Linked DNA regions of Mus musculus: all the other regions are linked to region 2. A link is a contact called in public ChIA-PET and HiChIP or PLAC-seq data. All regions are on one chromosome and are shown on one strand. Each heading gives the region's core, a stretch centred on a gene start, on an enhancer-like site or on the middle of the called end of the contact. The rest is flanking DNA. Distances are from core to core; before and after follow the strand shown. Region 1 holds the start of Wdr4 (WD repeat domain 4). Region 2 holds the start of Abcg1 (ATP binding cassette subfamily G member 1). Region 3 holds the start of Pde9a (phosphodiesterase 9A). Region 4 holds the start of Glo1 (glyoxalase 1). Region 5 overlaps Pde9a (phosphodiesterase 9A). Region 6 overlaps Slc37a1 (solute carrier family 37 (glycerol-3-phosphate transporter), member 1).

Evidence for each region. ChIA-PET counts read pairs in DNA pulled down with a chosen protein or histone mark. HiChIP or PLAC-seq counts read pairs in DNA pulled down with a chosen protein or histone mark.
Region 1: an RNA polymerase II ChIA-PET map of memory CD8 T cells shows a contact between it and region 2, with 43 read pairs. The contact joins the promoter of Wdr4 here to the promoter of Abcg1 in region 2. A contact is called at or near these places in 5 of 39 promoter capture datasets (the HPC-7 cell line, cranial neural crest, hippocampal neurons and 2 more), 2 of 484 Hi-C or Micro-C datasets (CD4 T cells and LSK cells), 2 of 115 datasets of contacts at active chromatin or transcription factors (forebrain and memory CD8 T cells) and 1 of 9 other capture datasets (liver).
Region 3: an H3K4me3 HiChIP or PLAC-seq map of embryonic stem cells shows a contact between it and region 2, with 9 read pairs. The contact joins the promoter of Pde9a here to the promoter of Abcg1 in region 2. A contact is called at or near these places in 2 of 39 promoter capture datasets (embryonic stem cells and hippocampal neurons) and 1 of 115 datasets of contacts at active chromatin or transcription factors (embryonic stem cells).
Region 4: a contact with region 2 is called in an RNA polymerase II ChIA-PET map of memory CD8 T cells, with 8 read pairs. The contact joins the promoter of Glo1 here to the promoter of Abcg1 in region 2. A contact is called at or near these places in 2 of 39 promoter capture datasets (hippocampal neurons and liver) and 1 of 115 datasets of contacts at active chromatin or transcription factors (memory CD8 T cells).
Region 5: a contact with region 2 is called in an RNA polymerase II ChIA-PET map of memory CD8 T cells, with 7 read pairs. The contact joins the enhancer-like site here to the promoter of Abcg1 in region 2. A contact is called at or near these places in 4 of 39 promoter capture datasets (embryonic stem cells, hippocampal neurons and liver) and 3 of 115 datasets of contacts at active chromatin or transcription factors (embryonic stem cells, memory CD8 T cells and pro-B cells).
Region 6: an RNA polymerase II ChIA-PET map of memory CD8 T cells shows a contact between it and region 2, with 262 read pairs. The contact joins the enhancer-like site here to the promoter of Abcg1 in region 2. A contact is called at or near these places in 4 of 39 promoter capture datasets (the HPC-7 cell line, HPC-7-derived erythroid cells, embryonic stem cells and 1 more), 1 of 484 Hi-C or Micro-C datasets (nephron progenitors), 2 of 115 datasets of contacts at active chromatin or transcription factors (forebrain and memory CD8 T cells) and 1 of 9 other capture datasets (pancreatic islet).

The regions. Positions count from the first base shown.
Region 1 is chr17:31,510,520-31,514,566 of GRCm38.p6, reverse strand. It overlaps Wdr4 (WD repeat domain 4), which reads left to right and starts at 2,080. Exons shown (of 11, transcript NM_021322.2): 1 at 2,080-2,400; 2 at 3,921-3,989. The coding sequence starts at 2,183.
Region 2 is chr17:31,055,452-31,059,230 of GRCm38.p6, reverse strand. Abcg1 (ATP binding cassette subfamily G member 1) reads right to left here and starts at 1,537. Exons shown (of 15, transcript NM_009593.2): 1 at 1,375-1,537. The coding sequence starts at 1,416.
Region 3 is chr17:31,383,873-31,387,565 of GRCm38.p6, reverse strand. Pde9a (phosphodiesterase 9A) reads right to left here and starts at 1,332. Exons shown (of 19, transcript NM_008804.4): 1 at 1,210-1,332. The coding sequence starts at 1,278.
Region 4 is chr17:30,610,571-30,614,633 of GRCm38.p6, reverse strand. Glo1 (glyoxalase 1) reads left to right here and starts at 1,975. Exons shown (of 6, transcript NM_025374.3): 1 at 1,975-2,166. The coding sequence starts at 2,083.
Region 5 is chr17:31,438,482-31,442,305 of GRCm38.p6, reverse strand. The region is part of intron 4 of Pde9a (phosphodiesterase 9A); the gene reads right to left. Among named protein-coding and RNA genes, the nearest start is that of Gm9902, 5.3 kb to the right of the region's middle. Within about 2 kb of position 2,210, at least 19 of the 459 cell types and tissues checked have an H3K27ac peak or open chromatin away from gene starts, as enhancers often do. A contact at or near this core is called in memory CD8 T cells, where this site is marked.
Region 6 is chr17:31,324,248-31,327,956 of GRCm38.p6, reverse strand. It overlaps Slc37a1 (solute carrier family 37 (glycerol-3-phosphate transporter), member 1), which reads right to left. Exons shown (of 20, transcript NM_001242427.1): 9 at 2,254-2,291. Among named protein-coding and RNA genes, the nearest start is that of Slc37a1, 30 kb to the right of the region's middle. Within about 2 kb of position 1,941, at least 75 of the 459 cell types and tissues checked have an H3K27ac peak or open chromatin away from gene starts, as enhancers often do. A contact at or near this core is called in the HPC-7 cell line, embryonic stem cells and memory CD8 T cells, where this site is marked.

The DNA of each region.
Region 1 (4,047 bases), core at 831-3,330, 450 kb before region 2:
CTGGAACTGAGATCTGCCTGCCTCTTCCTCCAGATGCTGGGATTAAAGGTGTGTGTCACCACAGCCGGGCTTGTTTTTATATATTTTAAAAATTTGTTTATTTTTATTTTTTAAATTGTGTGTGTGTGTGTGTGTGTGTGTGTGTGTGTGTGAATTTGTGCATGTGAATTCATGGTCATGGAGGCCAGAAGAGGGCATCAGATGCTCCGTAAGAGGAATTAGAGGAATCTGGGAAACTGTGAGCTTCCTGATGTGGGTTCAGGCGTTCTGGAAGAGCAGCACACACTCTGGACTGCTGAGCCATCTCTCTGGAGCCTTTCTCTCTTTCTTTCTTCTTCTTTCTTCTCTTCCTCCTCTTCTTCCTTCTTCTTTCTTCCTTCTTCCTCCCTCCCTCCTCTTCCTCTTCCTCCTCCTTTCTTCTTGAGACAGGGTCTCACTATGTAGCCTTGATTAGCCTGGAATTTGATATGTAAACCAGGCTGGCCTTAAACTTGGAGCCACCCAGCCTTGCTCTTTTATTTTTAATATTTTTTATTGAGAATGCCACACATACATATTTATTTTTGATAAAGTTCACCCTTCATTACTTCCCTGTCCTTGCCACCACTACTCCTTCCCGATGGTGCACTTATGTATGTGCACGTTTATGTATGCGTGTGTGTGTGTGTGTGTGTGTGTGTGTAACTCACTGAATCCATTTAGGGCTGCCAGCATATGCAAGATCATGGGTCACGTGGCTTCTCAGAAGTTGTATCCTTGAAGAAAGCTGACTTTCCCTCTCCCAGGAGCTATCAGCTGCCAGGGACTTCTCAGTTATATTTAAATGAGAGCCCATCTTTTATTTTATTTTATTTTTTGTGGGGAGGGGGTAGTTAAAGCACCACCAACTGATGCAAGGCAAACCGGGGTAGTTGTGGGTAGTTTAACACGAAGAAAGGCTTCTGGGTTCTGGATTTCCTAAGGACAGGAAGTAAGGGGTGAAAATCCATTCAAAGGGCGCATTCTTCAAAGTAATCTAGAGGGTTCTGGAAAAGGAGAGGCACCTAAGAGGGCAGATCTCAGGCCCAGTTAAGGTGTAACCTGCTTATGAGTACTAAGAAGTCTGCCCAGTGGGCTTCAGCCGTGTGACAGCCTGATGCCATCATCACATTAGCGTTTGTCTCGCGTGAGCTATTGCATACCTGGGCATGGGCCTGCCTGTCCTCAGTGTCAGCACTGTATAAGAGGGCATGGTGACAGAGGAGCTCAGTGGTGCCTTAGTATTAGGTTATTGCTTTATAGTCCTGCGAAGGGGTTCCATTTCTCATTGCTATGGCGTTGGATAAGCTCAAGACCTGACTTCTCTGATACGATTTTGTTTCACCCATGATTTAACTTAATTGCATCTGTAGGTGGTGATTTCATTTGCACGAGAGATTTTTTTTACTGTTTGTTTGTTTGTTTATAGACAGGGTTTCTTTGTCTAGCCCTGGCTATCCTGGAACTTGTTAGACCAGGCTGGCCACAAACTCAAGAGATCTGCCTGCTTCTGCCTCCCAAGTGCTGGGATTAAAGACGAGTGCTACCACCTCCCAGCTTGTACAAGTAAAATGAAGAGTCGTTCTGACTCAGTTTCAGGTAAAAATGGAGCCAATTGCTGCTTTATAAGTTAGACTCACTCAGAGAACTGCACAACCTTAAGATAGCAGTTGTACACAGCATAGTAAGTGTGACTTTGAAACAGGACACTGATCAGATCAAAGAGTTTACTTTCACTAGGGTGTGTTGGGTGGGTGGGGCAAATAAACCATCTTTTTAGGAGCTGCCTTGGAGGTTCACATCCAACCTATAAGAGACCACAATATTCTGGACGTCGTGAGTCACTGGGATGGATGGAACGAGTCTTTTGGTGATCTGGGCAGGCACACCGTTAGACTCGTTTGACAGCTGGGGGTCCAAGAGGTGTTTGTCTTAAATGAGCACATTTCCAGTGACTCGTACGCATTCATGGCTACATATTGGGCCTGGCCATCCAATTCTGATGCCACACAGCAGTTTTTTGTTGTTATTTTTTTTAAACCGGCACACAATGAGTACCAGACCCCGTCCAAGAGAAGCCACCTAACCTGACAGGCAGAAAAGTCAATCACCAAAGGCAGGTGGAGGGATCTACAGCATCAGCACCTCCGGGCACCGAAATCAAATGAGACTACGCCCTGCGCGCATGCTCCTGGACGGCACGCCGTTCGCGCGGCGCCGAGTGACATCACTGACAAGCGCCAACAGGAAGGGCGCAGCGCGTCGCACGTGTCCGGAGGCGGCGGGCGGGCCCATGGCGAGCTCTGCGGGGCTGGCACTGTGCGCCCAGACGCTGGTGGTGCGAGGAGGCAGCCGGTTCCTAGCCTTCTCCACTACGGGCAGGTAAGAGGCCCGGGCTGAGGGCAGCGGGGCCGGCGCGGCAGTGTTCTGTGTCCTCCCGGATTCCCTGTCCTCGGCGCCTCTTCACCACGGCGCAACGCCCCGTAACCTGCCCGGCGGGTCCCGGGCGCTCTCTCTGTTCAGAGTAGGGGTACTTCCGGACTCTGAGGCGCCTGCGCTGCGCTGGGAGGGCTAAGTCACGTGGGTGTCGCATTGCCCAGGCTTCTAGGGGGTCCTGGTGTTCAATTTTGGCCCGCTTGGCACCTCCCTGATGAGGGTCATATATTAGGGAACCCTAAAGGTTTTCTCACTGAGCACAAAACATGCTCTATCTTTGGTCTGCGTCTTGCAACCGGGCTCTAGTTGCTCTTAAGGGATTTTGGGTTCTTAACCCGACTCCTCCCAAAGGCAGGACGCACGCAGAACCTGAAGTGAGCATCTCCCTAAAGACCCTTCACACGACATAAAGTTTTGCTTTATGTTATTTCTGTCTTTATGTATACGTTGTGCTCGGTCAAAGGATTCTTTGAGCAAGTAGTTGATTACCACGAGCCTAGAGGATCAGTGGCAGTCCGTATCGGCTTCTTTTTTTCCCCTTCCCGTTTAGTTTTGGTACATGTGAAGATTAGGAACGTTCCTCAATTTGTGCCTTTTGGGGAATGCCATTGGCCAACAAAGTTTCAGACTTGGAAAATGACTCTTCTTTCTGCAGTTGAGTGTTTAACTGGAGAAGTCTTTGGTGCCTGCCACTTTATAGGTTGTCAGGGTACAGGGTCAGAGCAAAAGAAGGGAGCTTAAGTTCTGATTTGGAAAGTGTTTGATTCCCACATGAGTAAGAGCCTGGAGCTCACGGGGGCAGGTGAGACTTGTTTCTGAATTCTGTAAAGACAGCCTCAGCAGTTATAAATTTGGGAGGAAAGCCGAGTTGAAAAATAATACCAGAGGGCTTGAAGAACTGGCTGTTCTTCCAGAGGTCCCGAGTTCAATTCCCAGCAGCTACATGGCGATTTATAACCATGGATAATGAGATCTGGTGCCCTCTTCTGGTATGCAAGCATACATGCAGGCAGAACACACACACGCACATGCACACATATATAATAAATTAATTAAAAAATCAGAACTGGTGGGGTAATGGGGGATGGAGGTGGAGGTGGTAGGGGCAGCGGTACTGGACACCTTTGATCCTGGCACTCAGGCAGAGGCAGGTGGATATCCAAGTTCAAGGCTAGTCTGGTCTACAGAGCAAGTTCCAGGACAGCCTGTGCTATACAGAGAAACTACCACCATAACAAAAAAAAAACAGTATCAGAATATAATTTCCTTAGAATCAACAGGTTGGCGGCTGGAAGAATACTATATTGATTAAGAGTACCATGGCACACTGATTGATGTATACTACTAGGAGGTTAAGCAATGGCAGTTCTTGGCTCTTCTCTGTCATGGCTAAGACCCATAATGTAATGACGATGGAATGTTTTTGTTCCAAGAGAAAGATGTTCACTCCTGTCTCTTCCCTTTAGTGATGATGACTGTGTCTTCACATACGACTGCAGTACTGCAGAGAAGAAGGCCACGCCAGAAGATAAAGGGTGAGATGGCAGGGAAGCACTTGTGGTTTGAGCAGTGAGCCCGGGGAATAGCACACTC
Region 2 (3,779 bases), core at 288-2,787:
TAAAGGTGCAGACTGGAATACCCGAGGAGAAGCGATTCCTGTTTTCATTGACTCTGGCGAGTCTGAAATGGAGCACAGCCCAAGGATGGGGAGCAGCTTAGAAGGGTCTTCCTTCCCGCCTCACCCCACCCCCTGCTAACCACCACCATCACCACAGTGCATCTTTGCTCCATTCTATCGGTTTACACAAAATCATTACATAATGAGTCGGCGGGCAGGGCTCGAGACGAGTTCTACAGTAACCTGTTTGGAATCACAGGATGCGGTTGTCAGAGCAGAGCATGCGCACAAAGCCGAGTGCTTTTTTTTTTTTTCCTCTAGAGCGCAAGGCAAGAGGTAACTGTCGGTCAAATCCTGGGGAGCCTTGCTGACTTCAAATACAGGATGCTAAAAATGAAATAAAGGGGAGGGACTGTGAGATGTGGGCTTCTAGCGTATTGGGAAGGAACAGGCAGGCTAGTAACAGAAAGAAAGGCACGATTCGGGTGGGAAAACGGAGGGCTTGCTGTTTATACTCCACCACAGTCTGAAGTCAGCTTAAGAGGTTATTAACCGCAATGTCCGCTTGTTAGACAGAGCCGGTAGGGCCAAGGGTGAGACCAGACAGATGGTGGGCTGGTTTTTGTTGTTGTATGTTAGCTTTCTCCTGGAGCATTGAGTGACCGTGGAAGAGGAGACGCTTGCCCACCTCTGAGAAACAATACTTGTCTAGCAATTCTGTAGCACCCAGGTTTTGTCCTAACACTGGTATCTGGGGGGATGGGGGCGTGTAAATGCCCACACCCTACCCTCACCCTGGCAGGGATCTGAGCTCGTCCTCCTCTGTCTCCCCTGGGACTTCGCTGCCTCCTCCAAGAGTAGCTGTCTCTGGGGAGCGCAGGAGAGCAGGCTCCGTTTCGTGGGGCGCAGTTTCTCTTTTTGTGTCCCCCCCCCCCCACTGTGCCCAGGACTCCAGAGGGTGGCGCAAGAAGTCCCCCGCCGTCTGCCCGCTCCACAGAGCTCCTCAGAGAGATCTGACCCTCCCCTCCCTCGGGCTGAGCCTGCAGTCCCTCCCCAGTGCGCTTCCACATCTCCAGCCCCTCACCCAGGAGGCGGACAAGTCAAGGCCATCTACCTGTCCACTTGTGGGGTTGCTCGCTACCCGCGCCCCACTCCACCTTCTGGATGCCCTAAGCCAGTACAGGAGCATCTCAAAGCTCCAGGTGGCCAGGGCGGAGTCGAGCAGCGCCGGGCACCTCTCCAGAGCACCCCAGGTCAGCGCCCGGAGGATGCGCTCATAGGCGGCTGGTGTGAGGACCAGCCAGCCTGGCTTTGAGCTTCCTGTTTCCTTAGAAGATAAAAGCCAGCCCGGAGTGCGAAGGATGTGCGACTCACCATGGCGGTGCCGACCGAGAAAGCGGCCATCAGACAGGCCATGCCCCGGGGGCGGCGGCGGCAGCGGCAGTGGAGACAAGTCTGCGGGCGGCGGGGACGAGGTTGCAGGAACGAGGCTGCGCTTGCTCCTGCTCCTCCGCGGCGCTCTGCGCGGGTTCCGACTGCGCCCCGGCCCCGCCCCTGCCCACGATTGGGCCGGGCGGAGGGGGCGGGGCGCCGACAGGTGCGCGTGCTCTTGTTTTGCTCCTGTTGCGGAGCGGCTGGAGGATGCTCTGGACCCGAAGCTGTCTGCTAGGCCTCTCCCAACCGCCTGGGCCTGGGAAGCCCACTTCAGGGACCCTGCAGGAGCTGGGCCAGCTCAACCCTAGACGAACCAGTGGGGGCGCCCTACAAACCACGGGGTCCTTGTTTCGGAAACCTCCCGAGGTAGCTTGAGATCAATGGGATAGGGAAGAAGGCAGGTGGCTCCTTTGTTCTGCCTTTGTTATGCATGCCTTCCAGGTAGAAGCCCCAGGGACAAACGTAGAAAACAGCCCCAGGGCTTTTCCCTTAGCGCTAGTGTGCGGTGACCCTAAATTGAGGCAGCATGGGCGTTCATACAGATAGCTCCTAGGTCTCCATCAGCACCACTCCATCCCCAAATAAGCCACAGGGGTGTTTCCAGTGTCTTACACAGCCACGTTCTTGTACCCTACTGAAACCCCTGTGATTTGTAAATGGGACGTTGCGTGGTAACCGTGGTGAAAATCTTTAATCCCAACCTCAGATCCTAAACTAAGTCTTCTGTTGAAATGATTCTCTGTCACCCCCAGCACAGTAGAGCCACCCGCTCCAACACTTGGGTGTGCTGGGGTACTTTCTGCTCTCCTAGAAAGGGGCAGGCAAGTGGTTGTCACATCCTCAGATCCTTGACCTCAGCTAAGCTTCTCCCTAGCATCACAGAAAGAAAAGTGGGTGTGGCTGAGTTTGGAGGGAAGAGGGTGGGCTTCTAATACCGGAGGGACCGATGGCCCTATCTGGTATCAAGAAGGCTGACAAAGCCAGGGCATTCTAGAAGGTTATGAGTACAAACCTCCTTGTGAGACTATGCTGGGGCCTAGCAAACACAGAAGTGGATGCTCACAGTCAGCTAATGGATGGATCACAGGGCTCCCAATGGAGGAGCTAGAGAAAGTACCCAAGGAGCTAAAGGGATCTGCAACCCTATAGGTGGAACAACATTATGAACTAACCAGTACCCCGGAGCTCTTGACTCTAGCTGCATATGTATCAAAAGATGGCCTAGTCGGCCATCACTGGAAAGAGAGGCCCATTGGACACGCAAACTTTATATGCCCCAGTACAGGGGAACACCATGGCCAAAAAGGGGGAGTGGGTGGGTAAGGGAGTGGGGGTGGGTGGGTATGGGGGACTTTTGGTATAGCATTGGAAATGTAAATGAGCTAAATACCTAATAAAAAATGGAAAAAAAAAGGATAGAAAAAAAATAAAAATAAAATTCAGATTAAAAAAAAAAAGAGTACAAACCTCCCAGGGAGTGAGAAAGGTTTCTGGGGCCTGGGCTACTGTCTGCCCTGGTGCCCAACCATGCTGTAAAGCAGCAAGAATGGACAAGGGGAGACACTGAATAATGTGACCAGGACACAGGCCATGGTATCAGCATGCCTGGTTTTGCAGATATCTACCCTCTGTCTGTTCTCCCTACTTTCAGAATTTTCTTCTGGCATTTCTCTCTTTCTCAAGCCCCTTCTACTCAACCCCATCCCCACCCCTTCCCCCATTTCCACGCCCCCTTTGATTCACATTCCTTTGATGAACCTTTAATTCAAAAGTAGGCCAATGAGCTTCCAGCCCCCAGCAGCCTCCATGCAGCCTGTGTACTGGAGCTTCAGATGGGAGGCAGGGCTTTCTGGGTTCCTGAGAATGCACAGGGCTCAGACAGAGACAGCCATGTGTGGGGTTCTCACTGGTGTGGCTTGGGCCACTGAAAGGGTTCCCACTCATATATGTGTCCATGGGGTAGTAGTCCCCCTGGCCACAATGGACCCCACAAGTGATGGGTGCTTCCTACCTACAAACAAGTATCTTTTCCATTGTTTACTCCTGGCATCCCCTTCATGCCTGAGCAGGGAATGAGAGAGTGGCAGAGTTGGACAGACTTGTGCTGTAAGTGACAGAAAGCCAGTTTTGACTGGCCAAGTACACTGTTTTCTGCAGTGAGTAGGTTCCAATCATTCTGTAGTGAGTAAGTTCTGAACACTGGTTTCATGTGCAACAGGGCCAAGGATAAGTACACACACATGCACACACACACTTTGATTTCTCAGTACTCTGCCTTCATGTGGTAGTTTCTCTCAGGGACTGTTACCTTCTAAGCTGGCTAGTCTTGTGTCAATTTGACACAC
Region 3 (3,693 bases), core at 83-2,582, 330 kb before region 2:
TCTGATCAGGAGGGCCTAAACCTTTCTTCTACTTTCCGTGCATTGCTGAGCAGCTCTTTGAGGACCTTTGAGGAGAATTTAGGAAGGACCTACCACTGCCGAACAGGTGACACCTTCTCTTTCCTCTTTAAAGAGCTCAAAGAAGTCCAGCAATATGGCTTAATGACAAAGAGTTTGCCTCATATGCATGAAGCCCATCCCTTGCGCCAAAATTAAAACAAAACAAAAAGCTTTAATAAATTCTCATTTAGTGGGATGGGGGAAATGTATGTGTACAGATATGTGCTTTGTATACACACTGTGCATACATGCATGAACACATCTGTGCTCGTGTGGACTGAAGCAGGAAGACACACAAGGAGAGCCCTTCCTTCCTCTGGAAGGGGCGGCTGTTAAATCTCTGTAGTTGTGCCTTTGGAGTCAGAGCCTGCACCTGCCCTTCCTGCTTAAGTAAGAAGCTGAGCAGTGATGCTTGAAGGTGCCTCTCAGGCCACCCCAAGTCACCGAGCCTATCAAAGGGCCCACCTTGGAGGAGGGATGGGACTTCCCATTTTCCCAGGATCAGGCTGAGGAAGGTAGGTTTCTCCTACTGGGGAAGCAAACCAGCCAGCTAGCTAAGAGAGCGCACACCTGAGAAAGGAGGGCCCACACCCAGCAGGCAACCCTCCTTAGCTTCCTTTGCTGAGTCCACAGCAAGCTGCCCGACTTTCCTGAGATGTCCGGGTGCAATTTCCCCCCACAAAAAAAGGCGTTTCCATAGGCACTTTAGGAGGAGCTAATGAGACACCCCCTTCCCCAACCGTCCTCCAGGCCAGCTTGCCCATTGTCCCTTTGTCAAAATCAACAGAAGTCAAGGGCACTCTGTGCCCAGAGAAGGGTCTTTAGAAGGGCTGGGGAGGGCCATGAACAAAAAGGGTCTGTGGCGAACCGCACTCCTACGTGGCTCAAGTTGGTTGGGAGGACAGCGTACGGCACAGTCAAAAGCGGGTCCCTTCAGTCGCCGCGAGGCCACAGGGTGCAGAGGCAGGATCCCCCTCAAGACTGTCACCCTCCACCTGGAACCGGCCCCGCGGGTCTGCACCGCAGGCTGCCGTACCTCCCGGGGCGAGCCGCCAAGATCAGCTTGATCCGTGGGCTCCGAGCCCGCGGTGGGGACACCTGCGCCTATTAGGGCGCACGGAGGCCTCGGAGGGAGGGGGATCGGGGTACCTTCTGGATGCGTCCATCGATGTCTAGGTAGATGGCCTTGGGCCGGTAGCTTGAGGAGCCGGCCCCCATCGCGCCCGCAGCTGCACTTGGACTTTTTCACCTTACTTTCTCGCCGCGGCCGCCGCGCCGGGAGGGCGGGGGCGGGGGGAGGGGCGGGGGCGGCCAGCCAACCAGAGCTGGCAGCTCGCGGCCTCCACACGCCCCTCCTCCCACGGCGCTGGCCCGCCCCGCCCTTCCATCCCCTCCTCTCCCTTCCCTTCCCTTCTTCAATCCCTCCCCTTCTCCATCCTCCTCCTTTCTCTCCAAGGCTCCTCCCAAACGCCTCTCCCCCTCCTCACTCATGCTCAGCTCCTTCGTCCCCACCCTTTCTCCTCACTCTCCCATGTCTGCCCCCTCCCTCCCAGCCTTTCCCCCATTATTCCTGTCTCCCAGGCTCTCCTCTTTCTCCCTCCCACCTCCTCCTGCTTTCTCTGCCCACCTTCCTCTATTCCGTTCTCTCGCCCCTTCTTTTCCTTCCCCTACCCTGCTTCCCTTTCTGCCACCTTTTCCCTTCCCCCTCTCCCCTTCTTTCTCCCTTTTCCTCACCTAGGGTCCCTTCCCACTCTCTCATCTCTCTTCCCCACCTCCCTCCTCCGGCCCTCTCTTTCTTTTCTATCCCTCCCCATCCCCTCCCCTCCCCATCTTCTCCTTTGATTCCTGTCACCTTGACAGCCTGTTTCTAAGGTCCCCTTCATACATGCCCACTGTGCCCTTTAGGGTGATCAGAGATCACCCCTATAGACAGACACCAGTCAGTTAACAGCAGTCATTGGGCTGAGAGCTGTGGCTGTGGCCCAAAGTGCTGGGAAATCAGCTCTCCCTCCCCCCTACTACACCCTCCCCTTTTACACACCCCCATCCTGCAGTAAAGGCCACCCTCACTTAATTTGAATCGGAAGTGGGGAAAGTTCCTTCCCCAAGCAGCCTGTGCATTCCTGGAAGGGCCGGGAAGGCTGTTTCCCTCCACCTGGAGTTGACCGGGCAGCCCCGTTCCTGCCCTTTAAGCAGAGGGAAGGTTGCCCAGTCAACTATCTGTTAGATGCAGCACTTCCCTTACCAACGCCCCCACAACACTCACATATACTTTTGCTATTTTTCATGGGGATTGGGGGGCACATGGTAAGCCTGAAGGGAGAGAATTTCAGGTCTCCTTGGCCTCTGGACACAAATGACTCTCTGGGGCTTTCCTTGTGGGAACAGCTGGAGGAGGGGCTCTGCTGCTTGTTGCTCTTGGAAGCCGCTGTCAAACCGCTGGAGAAGGCGCCTATTGTTTGTCTTGAGTGGATTTCCAGCCACACTGCCCATCTGCTGCTGTCTGGCTTGTGCTGGCTGAGAATGCCTGGGGCTCCTTATCCTATGGGCCTGAGAGGAACCAGCCTCACCAAACAGCCTGGTCCATGGCCTTTTCCTTCCCTCATTTGGCCTTTCTGGTTTTCACCTGGTGGATGGTCATTGGCCTTGCCAAAATGCTCCAGCGCTATTGGAGTCCAGAGCAGGGATGAAGCCGGGGACTTCCAAAAGCAGCATGCATTAGAAGCATAGATACCCTTACTCTCCTCCGCTGGGAGAGACCCAAAAGCAGCAGCCCGTATCCCCGAGGATGTAGGAGGCTTGGGATCCCTGCTACGCCCACTCTGAGGACTCACAAGGTGAAGGAGATAGCCATCTTCCACCTACAGGCTGTCTAGCCCCTGATCACCTTGATGGTTCTAATCCACCCTGGCTGTCTGGGGCCCCTGCCCACTCCCCTAGTATAGCTAAGTAGCCCTAGACAAAGCTTGGCAGTTGAGAATTACTTAAAAGTGACTGGAGTTTTGAGGGTGATGGCACACAGGGCTTTAAGGTGGGGTCTGACACATCTGGATGGTTACAGCTAGATATCTGACTTACAGTAGTGATCTGGTGTCCCCAGAAAACCAAGCTGGTGTTTGTTGTTAGATGAGCCAATGCTATTGGAACTGATGGACAGCCTGTTGTTAGGGCCACCCTGTGCTCTTGTACAGCCTGCTGGGGAGAGCTCTCCACGTGGCCTTTGGGTTTCTTCTCCAAACCTTGCTGTCATCTGGCCTAGTCTTCTGGAACTGGTTCCTTCAAGACCAGATATTTGTCCCCCCAACCCCCACCCCACCCCCGTACAGCTGACCTGAAGCTTGGAGGGTGTGGCTCTGCATGTCTCATACTGTGGGTGTTGGGCACCAGGCAGGTTGGCCCTTCCAAAGGCTAGCTAGCTCTGTCGTCAGAATAACAATCACACCTAATCTTATTTTGCATTATGCAGCTTTCCTCTCAGGAGACCTCTGAACAGACACTTAGTCACCGAGGCAGCAACTGTTACCCAAAGGGGAACGAACACTTGCCCTGTTCCCATTTCCCCCCTGGAACTATGGCTTCTCCTTCACCAATGACTTCTGTATTCAGAACTGTTGCAGGTATTGGGGGGGGGCC
Region 4 (4,063 bases), core at 726-3,225, 450 kb after region 2:
GGGAGGCAGAGGCAGGTGGATTTCTGAGTTCGAGGCCAGCCTGGTCTACAGAGTGAGTTCCAGGACAGCCAGGGCTATACAGAGAAACTCTGTCTCGAAAAACCAAAAAAAAAAAAAAAAAAAAAAAAAAGAAAAAGAAAAAAAGAAAAAGAAAGCATAGAGGTGGATGTCTGGTGTCTCTCCTCAGTACTCCACCTTTTGTTGTTTTGGGAGGAATCTCTCATCATTATCCTGTTATTTCATGTTATTTCATAGGTGTGGCTAGGCTGCTTAACCAAGCTCCAGGCTTCTGCCTATCTCTCTGGGACTACAGGCATGCACCACCGAGTTTTTTCTATAGATTCTGGGGATTTGAACTCAGGACTTTATGTCTGTTCAGCAGGCCCTTTATTAATGGAGCCAGAGCCTCAGCTAACTCATTTTATTTCTATTTGTGGAATCTATCCACTTTAGAATATGAATTTCTGGCAGATTTTTTTCATTTATGTCTCATAATCCAGTCTATGAAAATAATCACCTACCTAGTTTCCTACTGTTTAACAAGTACCTTTTGCCACTCTCTGCCCTGTCCCCTCCACCCCCCCTATTCAGCTGTTTCTTTTGTTTGTCACGTGGACTATAAGTATAATAATCTTTGTCTAGCGTAAATACTTAGCAGTGAGTCCTAGGATGGGCTCCCCTCAGCTCCACCAACTGCTGTCAAATAGGTTCCCCACAGGTTTCTAGTAATTTAGATTTCTGCCAGCTGTGCCTGTTGATTCCAGTGTTCTGCCTTCCACACTAACCATGATGGTTTTTACTTTAAAAACTTAACCTGAAGGCCTCGGAAGGGACTTCCCTATGTACTAGAAAACTGAAGTCAATTTTCACACACGGTGTTCTCTGTTTTGCAATCTGCCTGTTCTCCTCTTTGCCACTTTTTATTGGTTTGTATTTTTCATTGATCTGTAATTTTTTTTTACATATTCTGCACACAGAACCTATTATATTGGCCTTACATGTATATGACCTATACCTCTTTCTCCTAAGACCAGGTTTGTCTTCTTTATGTTCTGTTACATTAGAGTTATCAGTTCCTGTCACATTTCTCTCCCTAGTGTTAATCATGTGGTCATAGATAAACAAGAAGGAGGGGAGGGGATGAGAGAGGGAGAGATTAAGGAAAGATTCACCAAGAACCAAAGCTTCTTTAATTATTTTTAAGACTGAGTCACATGAAGCCCATTGTTGGCCTTGAACTCACTATGTAGCCCACACTGGCTTTAAATTTCCTACTTCTACCTCCCAATGACTGGGATTACAGATGTGAGCCACCATACCTGTACCATTCACCACATTTTAAAAGCTAATTTTAGATAAGACATCCCATCAGTTTTGTCTACACACATACTCTGTGTGTAGAAGTGAGTCATTAGAATCCCATTCAAACTCAGGTGGTTTGTGTATACTGCATAGTCAAACCACAGTTATTCGGTTCTACACACATTTTCTACATACATTCTCTACACACATTCTCCAAGGAGGCTCTGGGAAGACCAGTAAGTACCCCATGCTCCCCGGGCAAAAATATAGTGGAAGAAATACTTAAACTTAGCTGCTTGAAAACAAAAACAAAATCCTAAATTCGAATGGTTTTCAATTATCCTGGCTTCAGGTTCTTATACAATTTTTAAAAAGATTAACACCCAGTTCAAGCTCTCATTATTCTAAAAAGCGTAATTTCCACCAGGCTGAAATTTTCTATGAGGTTGCCGCCCCGAGGAATGGGTAGTTTTCAAGTTTTGTAATTATAAGCAAAATCAGGTTCCTAACACTTTTTTTTTTTTTTTTTTTTAAGAGTTGCCACTATTGTGCACAATGGCATTCTGGAAAATGTAGTCTCGCCATGCTGAACCAGACTCACTGGAATCCAATCAGCAGACAGCCAACAGCCATGTGCACCGTGGTTGGCTGGGAGCCGCGTCCGCCCGCCCCTTGGCCTGTCACTCAGCCGACTGCAAAGGCGTCCCCCGGGCCTTGTGGAGCGTGTGGTCCGCTGGCCTGTTTGCTACTAGGGCAGGTTGGTGATTCTCCAGGGCAGCCATGGCAGAGCCACAGCCGGCGTCCAGTGGCCTCACTGATGAGACCGCTTTCAGCTGCTGCTCCGATCCAGACCCTAGCACCAAGGTGGGTGACAGGGCCTCCTTTTCGGCGGCTGGAGCGACCTGGGGCTCTGGCCCTGCCTGACGGAATCCTAACCCGGTCTGGCCGCTGCTTGCATGTCGGCCGGCTGACGGCGCAGTGGAGTGAGCTGGAAAGAGGGCGATGGGGGCAGGGGCGGGGGGACAGTGCAGAGGGATCCCCATCTTCAGAAAGTTATTTCAAAACTTGTAAACGCCCCCCAGAGTGCGTTAACTTGTTTATTTTGGGCACGGTGTCTTGAAGCCAGGGCGATTCAGGGTCAGATTCCGTGTCTGTGGGTGCAGTTATCCTGGCTTAGGCGCCATGTCCCTTTAGACGGGCAGGCACTTTCAGAACTTGTATAGCTCAAGGGGCCCCTCTGTAACTGGTCCCTCTCAGCCGTACTCTTTTTCGTAGTCGCCTTGCCGCCAGGGTTCACTCCTCCAAACTACTGCGGTTGCTCGAATTTAACTGCCTTTGCTTGCTTGGCTTTGCCATTGCTCAAGTCCACACTTCTGTCCACCAAGAGTCTCTGGAGAGATTACAGATAATAAATAGGACCTCGACTTGGAGGGAATCTTAGACACTTTTCTTCGGACCCTTTCGTTTTGTAGTTACAACCAGTAAGGAGCTTAACCGATGGCATTGAAAAACTTTCCCTTAAACACGGCTGTACTTACAGTAAAGTAGGCAAGACTCATTCAGGTGTGGTCCCTGCCTCTGCATGGCCAAAAGTTAGACGTGGTGGCTGACGGAGGAATTTATTCCTGTATAGTCATCCGTGCCAGTAAACACCTATATTCAATTAGGTGCTGCATCATTGTGAATTCCTGGATTGAATGTGGGCTTTATGCAGACCTCTAGGAGGGGCAGATAGATGGTGAAGACTTTGGTCCCTGCTTGTTCTTTGCCTTAAGGGCAAACAAGAGTCAGACATACTGTAATTGCCAAAGCTTTTGACTAGCACCAGGTGTGTACTTAGGGACACTCTTAGTCACTACAAAATTAAGGCAGGAAGGAAAGGCCGAATACAGGCACACTCACACACACTTCTCCCCATTCCTTCTATTTACCCATACATAACCTTAGTATGCATTTAATTTTTTAACATTGTGTGTGTGTGTGTGCATGCGTGTGTACGTCAGTGAACAACTTTCTCTCCATATTTGTGGGTATTGGGAAATTCAGGTCTTTGCCTTGGCAGCTGAACCATATCGTTGATCTCCTAGATATTTTATACACTATAAATTGGTTCATTCCATGTGAATTGGTTTCCTACATTACTGAAAATTTGTTCATCCATCCTTCCCTCCCCCCCACTCTCTCTCTCTCTCTCTCTCTCTCTCTCTCTCACACACACACACACACACACACACACACACACACACACATTTTCTTGTTTAGACAGGGTCTCACTATGTAGCTTTGCCTGTACTGGAACTTGCTGTATAGACCAGGCTGGCCTCAAACTTACAGAGATCCATCTGCCTGTTTCCCAAGTGCTGAGATTAAAAGATTAAAACTCTTGCTGGGCTATGTGCTATTTTCTACAAAGCACACCCGGATTCTGGGTATTGTTCTGTGTCAGTTGACTCCCTAGGTAACTGGGGATTTTAGGTAGCAGGCTGTTCAAACTGTAAGACTCTAGGGCCTGGGAATGTGGTGTGGTAGGGAGCATGCTTGACTTTGAATTCAGTGCTTAGCAGCAGCAACAACAACCAACAAACCCAATAAAACAAACAAACAAACAAACAAACAAACAAAAACTGAATGAATGAATGAATGAATGAACTAGAAATCTCAGGGAGATCCTTTTTTTTATAAAGATGAGAGTACACTGTTGCTGTCTTGCTGTCTTCAGACACACCAGAAGAGGGCATCAGATCTCATTACAGTAGTTGTG
Region 5 (3,824 bases), core at 961-3,460, 380 kb before region 2:
GTAGACTCATATTCTACTATTGATAATAAATCCAGCTCAGCACACCTTTAAATCCCAGGGAGAGTGGGGCAGGAGTTAGCAGGCCAGGTGGGTGAGAAGAGCAAGTTTAAGGTTAGCTTTAACTGCATAACAAGATCCTGTCTAAAATGGAAAGGAGAGGGAAAAACTAAATAATTATTTTAAATAATTATTTTAAAATGTTCATGTCTAGAGGCAGAGGCAGGAGGATCTACCCATGATAAGCCAGCCAGGATGACATAGCAAGACCTTGACTCTAAAAACAAAACAAAACAAAACAAAAACCAACAGAAGAAGTTAACATCTGTTATTAGACTTAAAAAGCGGTTTTTAGGGGCTAAAGAAATCTTTCGGAGGTTAGGAACACTTGCTGTTCCCGCAGAGGACCAGGGTCTGATTCTTAGCACCACACAGAGGCCCACAGTCAACCAGCTACACAAACCTCCAGTCCCAGGGGATCGCATGCCCCTTCTGATCTCCACAGGTATGAGGCAGGTACACAGTACAGAGACAAGCACATACACATTAAACAAACCTTAAAAGCTTCATTCAAATGATCTTTGAAAAGTAACATAGAAAGCTTCCATTTTTTTCAAACATGTTGGGAGGGAAACTTCCAGAACACTAACAATAGTTATCTTTTGTTTATGAGATTCCATTTTGCTATTTTTGATGTCTCAGAGAACCCTTATTTTCTACCACGAACGTATATATTAATTTTACAATGAGAAAGAAGTGTTTTCCCCCTCACATCTTGGTCACCTTCAGTCTAAGGAACAGAACATGATCGGCACCAGAAGTCTCCTTGGGCTCCCTTAGTCGCCGCCCCTCCCCAGGCCACCTCTGTCCTGATCTAAGCAGATGCCGGCTCATGGGCTTCACGGGAATGCAGGGGTGCCGTGCATGTCCTCCCGTGTCTAACTGCTGTCTTAGTCTACTGCGGAGACTGGGTTGCATCGGTGCCCCATAGCAAGAACCTGCCATGAAGGTACATCGATCGTCACCAGGCTCATGACCCTAAAAACTCCAAAATTAGCAAGTCCGGTCATCAGCCGTGAGAATACCATTTCAAGCAGCACAGGGCTAGGCGACACTGTGCTGGCACATGCAGATGGCATGGAGTCCCTTAAGGAAGTTCTGCGGTTGGGGCTGGATGGTATAGCCTGCTATGTGAACCCCGGAAGATGCTTCCGTGTGCGGACACCACACTCCATCTCCGTGCGTCTTCAACAACAAGCTGTTGTAACACCCCCTCCTATGGACATTCAACATGACAGGAGCACTGGCCTGGTCTGATCTATTTCCGGGCGCTTTGTGTTCCCTTCCTACCTTGCTTTTGGCAGGATTTGCTAAGTAGTCCAGGCTGGCCTCTGACTTGGGCTATCTTTATACTGCAGCCTCCCATATGATAGGAGCACGGGTTTCAGCCATTATGCCTCCCCTTCCCCCCCCTTTCCTCCCCTCCCCTCCTCTCCCCTCCCCTCTCCCCTCCCCTCCCTTCCTCTTCTACCCTCCCTTCCTCTCTACCCTTTCCTATCTTCTCCCCTCCCTTCTTCCCTTTCTCTCCTCTCCTCTCCTCTCCTCTCCTCTCCTCTCCTCTCCTCTCCTCTCCTCTCCTCTCCTCTCCTCTCCTCTCCTCTCCTCTCCTCTCCTCCCCTCCCCTCCCCTCCCCTCCCCTCCCCTCCCCTCCTCTCCTTTCCCTTTTTTCCTTCCTAAAATATATTTGCTAGTGTTTATTCACTGGACACAATAAAAACAAAAAACCAAAAACCCAAATCAATCAATCAGTGGTTCTCAACTTCTGGGTCACTAACGACCCTTTCACAGGGGTCGCCTAAGATCACAGTAGTGAAATTACAGCTGGGAAGCAGCAAAGGGATAATTCTATAGTTGGAGGTCACAACATCGTGAAGAATTGTATTGTAGGGTCTCAGCATTAGGAAGGTTGAACCTCTGGCCTAGATCAACCTGTTAAGCCTTCTCTATTTTACTGTGTATAGGCTGGTCTTCTGGTGTCTCGTGACCTTACACTCCCTGTGGGTTCACTTTGAATGCAGGTTCAGTCACCCCAACCCAGCTTCCGGTTGTCTGCCTCCCATCTACCCAGGTGTCAACCCAGATGTCTGCCTTAAACCACTTCCTCCAGCTGACCACCGCCCTCTGGGCAGCTAGATACAGCCTACCTGACTCACCTGCTGCCCCACACCTGGCACACAATGTGCAGCCCTATGCTATGGTAACCATTTCGCCAACACTGGGACCTTTCAGAACTCATGTCTGCTTGCTTTAAATCACCAATTATAATTCCCCAGGAGGAACCCCATGCAGTAATTCTCAGGACACAATAAAGGCATTCACCTACAGGTCACAATAAAGGCATTCACCTACAGGTCACAATAATGGCATTCACCTACAGGTCAAAATAAAGGCACTCACCTACAGGTCACAATAAAGGCACTCACCTACAGGTCACAATAAAGGCACTCACCTACAGGTCACCTTCTGTCTTTGTTCTTATGCTGCTGGCTTCTCTGTATGGCCTACAGTCACCTGTCTATCATAAATAATGGCATCTTTGCCTCAAGCTTGTGTCTCCTAATCATCCAAAAGGGTGCTCCCTACCTAAGACCCAGAACATTTCAAGCGAGTGGGTGTAGATAACCCATGGCCACCTGACTTCACATCCTGTAAGAAGAAAAGTCGTGGCTCAGCTGTTAAGAGCACCGACTGTGGGCTGGTGAGATGGCTCAGTGGTTAAGAGCACCGACTGTTCTTCCGAAGGTCCTGAGTTCAAATCCCAGCAACCACATGGTGGCTCACAACCATCTGTAACAAGATCTGACGCCCTCTTCTGGAGTGTCTGAAGACAGCTACAGTGTATTCACATATAATAAAATAAAAATAAATCTTAAAAAAAAAAAAAAAAAAGAGCACCGACTGCTCTTCCAGTGGTCCTGAGTTCAATTCCCAGTAACCACATGGTGTCTCACAACCATCTGTAATGGGATCCATATGCCCTCATCTGGTGTGTCTGAAGGCAGCTACAGTCTACTCATATACATGAAATAAATAAATAAAATCTTTAAAAGGAAAAAAAAAAAGGCAGGGCGGTGATGGCATACGCCTTTAATCCCAGCACTTGGGAGGCAGAAGCAGGAGGATTTCTGAGTTCGAGGCCAGCCTGGTGTACAGAGTGAGTTCCAGGACAGCCAGGGCTATACAGAGAAACCTTGTCTCGAAAAGACAAAAAAGGAAAAAAAAGCACACAGGTCAGAAAGGAAGAAATAAGCCAGCAGCCCCTGACTGCTGATGCCACGACTCTTTACACAGAACATTCCAAGGATTCTACAAAATGCAACACACACCTCTTCTGGAGCCAACAAGTGAATTTAACAAGGTCATGAGATACACACACAATACTAATAATATGCAAACGATTATATTAAAATTTCAATTGCATTGATAGTTACTCAGAAAAGCTTGAAGACTCAGGCACAAACATAACAAAACATGCAGAATTTATATGCCCCAAGCTCCAAATGTCACTGGAAAAGATACATAAGTAAATAACAACTGGTGTTAATGACCTAGTAAATTTGACACAGCAAAGATGTCAATCCTCCTTAATCCAGTATTGCAGGCTTAAGTTTCTTCCTGTCCCAAAAAAAAAAAAAAAAAAAAAAAACCATGCAGCAAGCTCTTTTGTGGAAATAGATTATTTCACAGGCAAAAAACTCATGCAAAATGTGTTGTCCATGGCTGTAAACCATAACACACAGGGACACAACCTGCAGAGTGTGGAGGAA
Region 6 (3,709 bases), core at 692-3,191, 270 kb before region 2:
GCTCACAGACACACACACACACAGAGAGAGAGAGAGAGAGAGAGAGTATACAACCTCAGAGGAAGATGCTTACACACTAAAACCCAATACTTACTGTTTTTTGTATATGCGAGTACACCATCACTGTCTTCAGACACACCAGAAAAGGGCATCAGATCCCATTACTGATGGTTGTGAGCCACCATGTGGATGCTGGGCGTTGAACTCAGTACTTTTAACCACTAAGCTATCTCTCCAGCTCACCAATACATTTTTTTTTTAAATGAACACTTCTTTCATGACAGAAAAAAATTCTCAGGAAAAAAATTGTGATGAACAACCAGAAATATGCTGCTGTTTCATGACTTTCTGTTCAGTGGTCTGAGTCAGAGCCTTGTATCCAGCACTGACCGCAACCCCAGAATGCTCCTCACCTTTAGGGACAGCACTGTCACTGTGTGCTGTCCCCCCAGCCCCCTCTCCCCTCACTGATCTGCTTGTTCTCAGGATTTTTTCCCACTTCTGGATGCTTCCCACAGGGACTGGGCTATAGCTCAGCAGTCAAGCATTCATACAAATGGAACTGTATTTATGCTGTGGCTTTCTCTGAATCGCTTCTTTAGTTCAGCCAAATGGCTTCAACAGAGCTTAATTTCTCCTACTGCCTAATAATATTTCACCACAGAATGTATCACACTGAATGCATCTGTTTATCAACTGGCAGTTGTCTATTTTGCTCCATTTTTGGGATGCTATAACCCTATGGGTAACCTGTGTGCCCAAGTCTTTCGTGATTGTGATTCTCTTGGTGTGTTTCTGGGAGTGGGGCTGTGGGGTCAGATGTAACTGTTCATTCCACGAGGCTGCATCCCTTTCCATACGCCCTAGGGAGGCGGGAGTTCTGATCCCTCCACATTCACACTAACCCTCATGACAGCCACCCTGTGGATTTGACCAAGTCGCCTGATGCCTGCTCACACCGAGTGGTGAGACACACGTACTTCTTGCCCACAGCCCACCCGTGTGTCTTCTTAGAAGAAATATCTGCTGTGGTCCTCTGACCCTGCTTGTCCTTGGCTGTCTAAGTAATGAGTTAGTATTCTAGATGCAGGTCTCTGCCCAGACACAATTTGTAAATATTTCTCGCCCCACCCCTCCCCCATTCAGATGGTCCCATTTGAAACACTAAAGCCTTGAATTCTGATGAGGCCTAATAGACATGGTTTTTCTCTTCAGCTCAGCTACGCCAGGGCTGGGTACCCCCATGACTTCCTGTGTTGAAGCTGAACCCCACTGTGAAACATTAAGAGGGTGGAGATAGCAACAGTTCTGTTTATGATTCCGGCTCAGCATGCCATCGAGCCCTCAGGGCAGCTGAGCTCTGTGAGACCCTGGTGACTCACTCAGAGACTTGAAAAGGAGAAAATTAATAAAGATATGCTTAGACCTTTTGGCCAAGATCACGTATAGCATCGGGCAGACTCAGCCCTACCTCACATACGTGCCAGCAGGAGAGGCAGGAGCTTGTGCCTAGCCTGGTCCCCTGTATGTCTGGAGCTAGCAATGAGGAAGAAGCCACTTCTAGAATTCGCTGCTGCAGGATGTGGCCACAGAGGTTTTCTTGTCTGCAAGTGAGTATCCTGGTTCTATTGTGTTTAGAGCTACCCCACCCCACCCCCCAAACCCCAGTGACTCACGGAGGCCTCAGATCACAATGAAATCACCACCAGCTCTGTGAACTTGGACTCTGAAATCATCATGGCTTTGAGAACACTTTCAAATACCACCATGGCTACATTTCTAGAATATAGTAGCCTTCTTTGCTTATTTTTGTTTTTCGTTAATAAAGTGTCAGAATGTTCTCCACCCCCCACCCCCCCCACACACACATACATACACCCAGGACCCCTGGGCTGTTAAGCCTCAACAGGAAGAGGCTCTGGTGCCCCCTGCTGTACAATTTGGGCACTGTCCCTAGAGCAAGGGTCTCCTTGATATGCCTAACGCTTGCTTGACAGGGCAGAGGGAAAACAGGTAGAGGGGGTTTTATGGGAGCCACTGAGGGATGTCAGGCCAGGCTGTGGTGACATGTTTCAGGTAGCCTCTGTAGGGAGAGCGGAGGACTTAGAAGCAGGAAGGGCTCAGTGGGTTGCAATGGCTGAGATAGACTCTTGTCATGCGTGAGGCTGTGGCCAGCCTTTCCTTGCTGGCAGTGTGGGCTGTAAAGAGGAGCAGGCTGTACTGGGAGGTAACAGGAAACACAGGAGCTCTTACCGTGGGGAGGGTGGAGGAGCACTTGACGTCCTTAGGGTCTGAAAGAGCAAACAGGAGATGGGTAACTAAATACCGCCACCCACAGCCAATGAACTGGAGCCCTCAGCAGCGCTTAGGGTGCTGCTGGCAATGGACCCGATCTTCGCCCGGTGTTCCTGCTAAATAAGTTTTAGGGCCTCTTCCCACAGTGGTAACAGAAGAGGGAACTACAAGAGCATCCGGGTATGTTTCATTACTGTCGTTTTTTATTGGCTGTATGTCCTTGAATGCATGAAACAAGGTCCACTGGAAGAGGATAGGACTCTTATCTGGTGCTCCACTAAACTAAACAGAGCTTAAGGAAGGAAGACAGCCCAGGCCAAGGGGCCATCGAGGGAGGGGACGGCATAGCCCACCTCCCCTCCCATTCTTCCACAGAGTGGGGATGGGCGTGTGGCAGCCCGAGGGTATGAATAGGAGTTTGATAGTGGGATAAGTCAGCTTGAGCCCAGGACACGGTGGACCCTTGGACCGGTTAGACAGACACAGAAACACGAGAAAGGCACCCAAGCACTCTCAGAACAGAATCTGTAACTTTGTAAGGGACAATGAATTTCTAAGAAACGAAAGCGAGCGGAGATCAGACGCCTTCCGGGAGGAAAATGGAGCACTGGCATCGCTGCAACAAAGTGATGTCATGAAAAGGCCTTCCCTGTCCCTTCTGTCACCTGATGCTTATCTTTTCGTTGACCTTCTGGGCCTTGGGTGGTCACTCAGCTCCCCTAACAAACAGCAGCTTGTCCCTGAACCCTGGGAACTTGGGTGTATGTGGGAGAAGAGCCCTGGGGCCTGGCATGGTATCAGGGAGGCAGGCAGCCTTCCACATGGGGCAGTCTCTGCCTGCCACCCAGGAAAAGGCCCCAGGTATGACAGATGAAGAACAGGAGGGAAGAACATCTTAACCCCGGGGGAGGGGAGAGAGCAGGGCCAAGCTCAGATCGGCATGTGAGAGATGGGTGACCTGAGCATGGGAGGGACAGTACAGAGCTTTGGGGACACTGTCCTGCACAGCAAGGCCCAGCTGAGCGAGCACCAGGCCCTGGAGAGAGTCTTGCAGAGCTCAGGGAGGAAGATGAAGGGACTACTAGGGCACCATGACCAGGTCTGTGGCCTGGGTCACGTAGGGGGGACAAGCCACATACTTCAGTGAAGAGCCCAAGAGAGGCAGAAGCAGGAACAGGGGTGGGAAGTGGCTGCTGAGGCAAAGCAGCTGGTGCGAATGGGGTTCGGGGGCGTCCCCCACACTAGGAGAGCAGCGTGTGGAACAGAGGAGGAAGAGGACACGGAAGTGAACGGAACAGAGAGCTTTAAATAGATGGTCTTCCTCCATGCTTGGCAGCGGTCACCAAAGGCTTATAGATCTAATAAGAAAACCCAGGAATTGGGAAGGAGGCATAAGCACCAGGACAGAGATCAA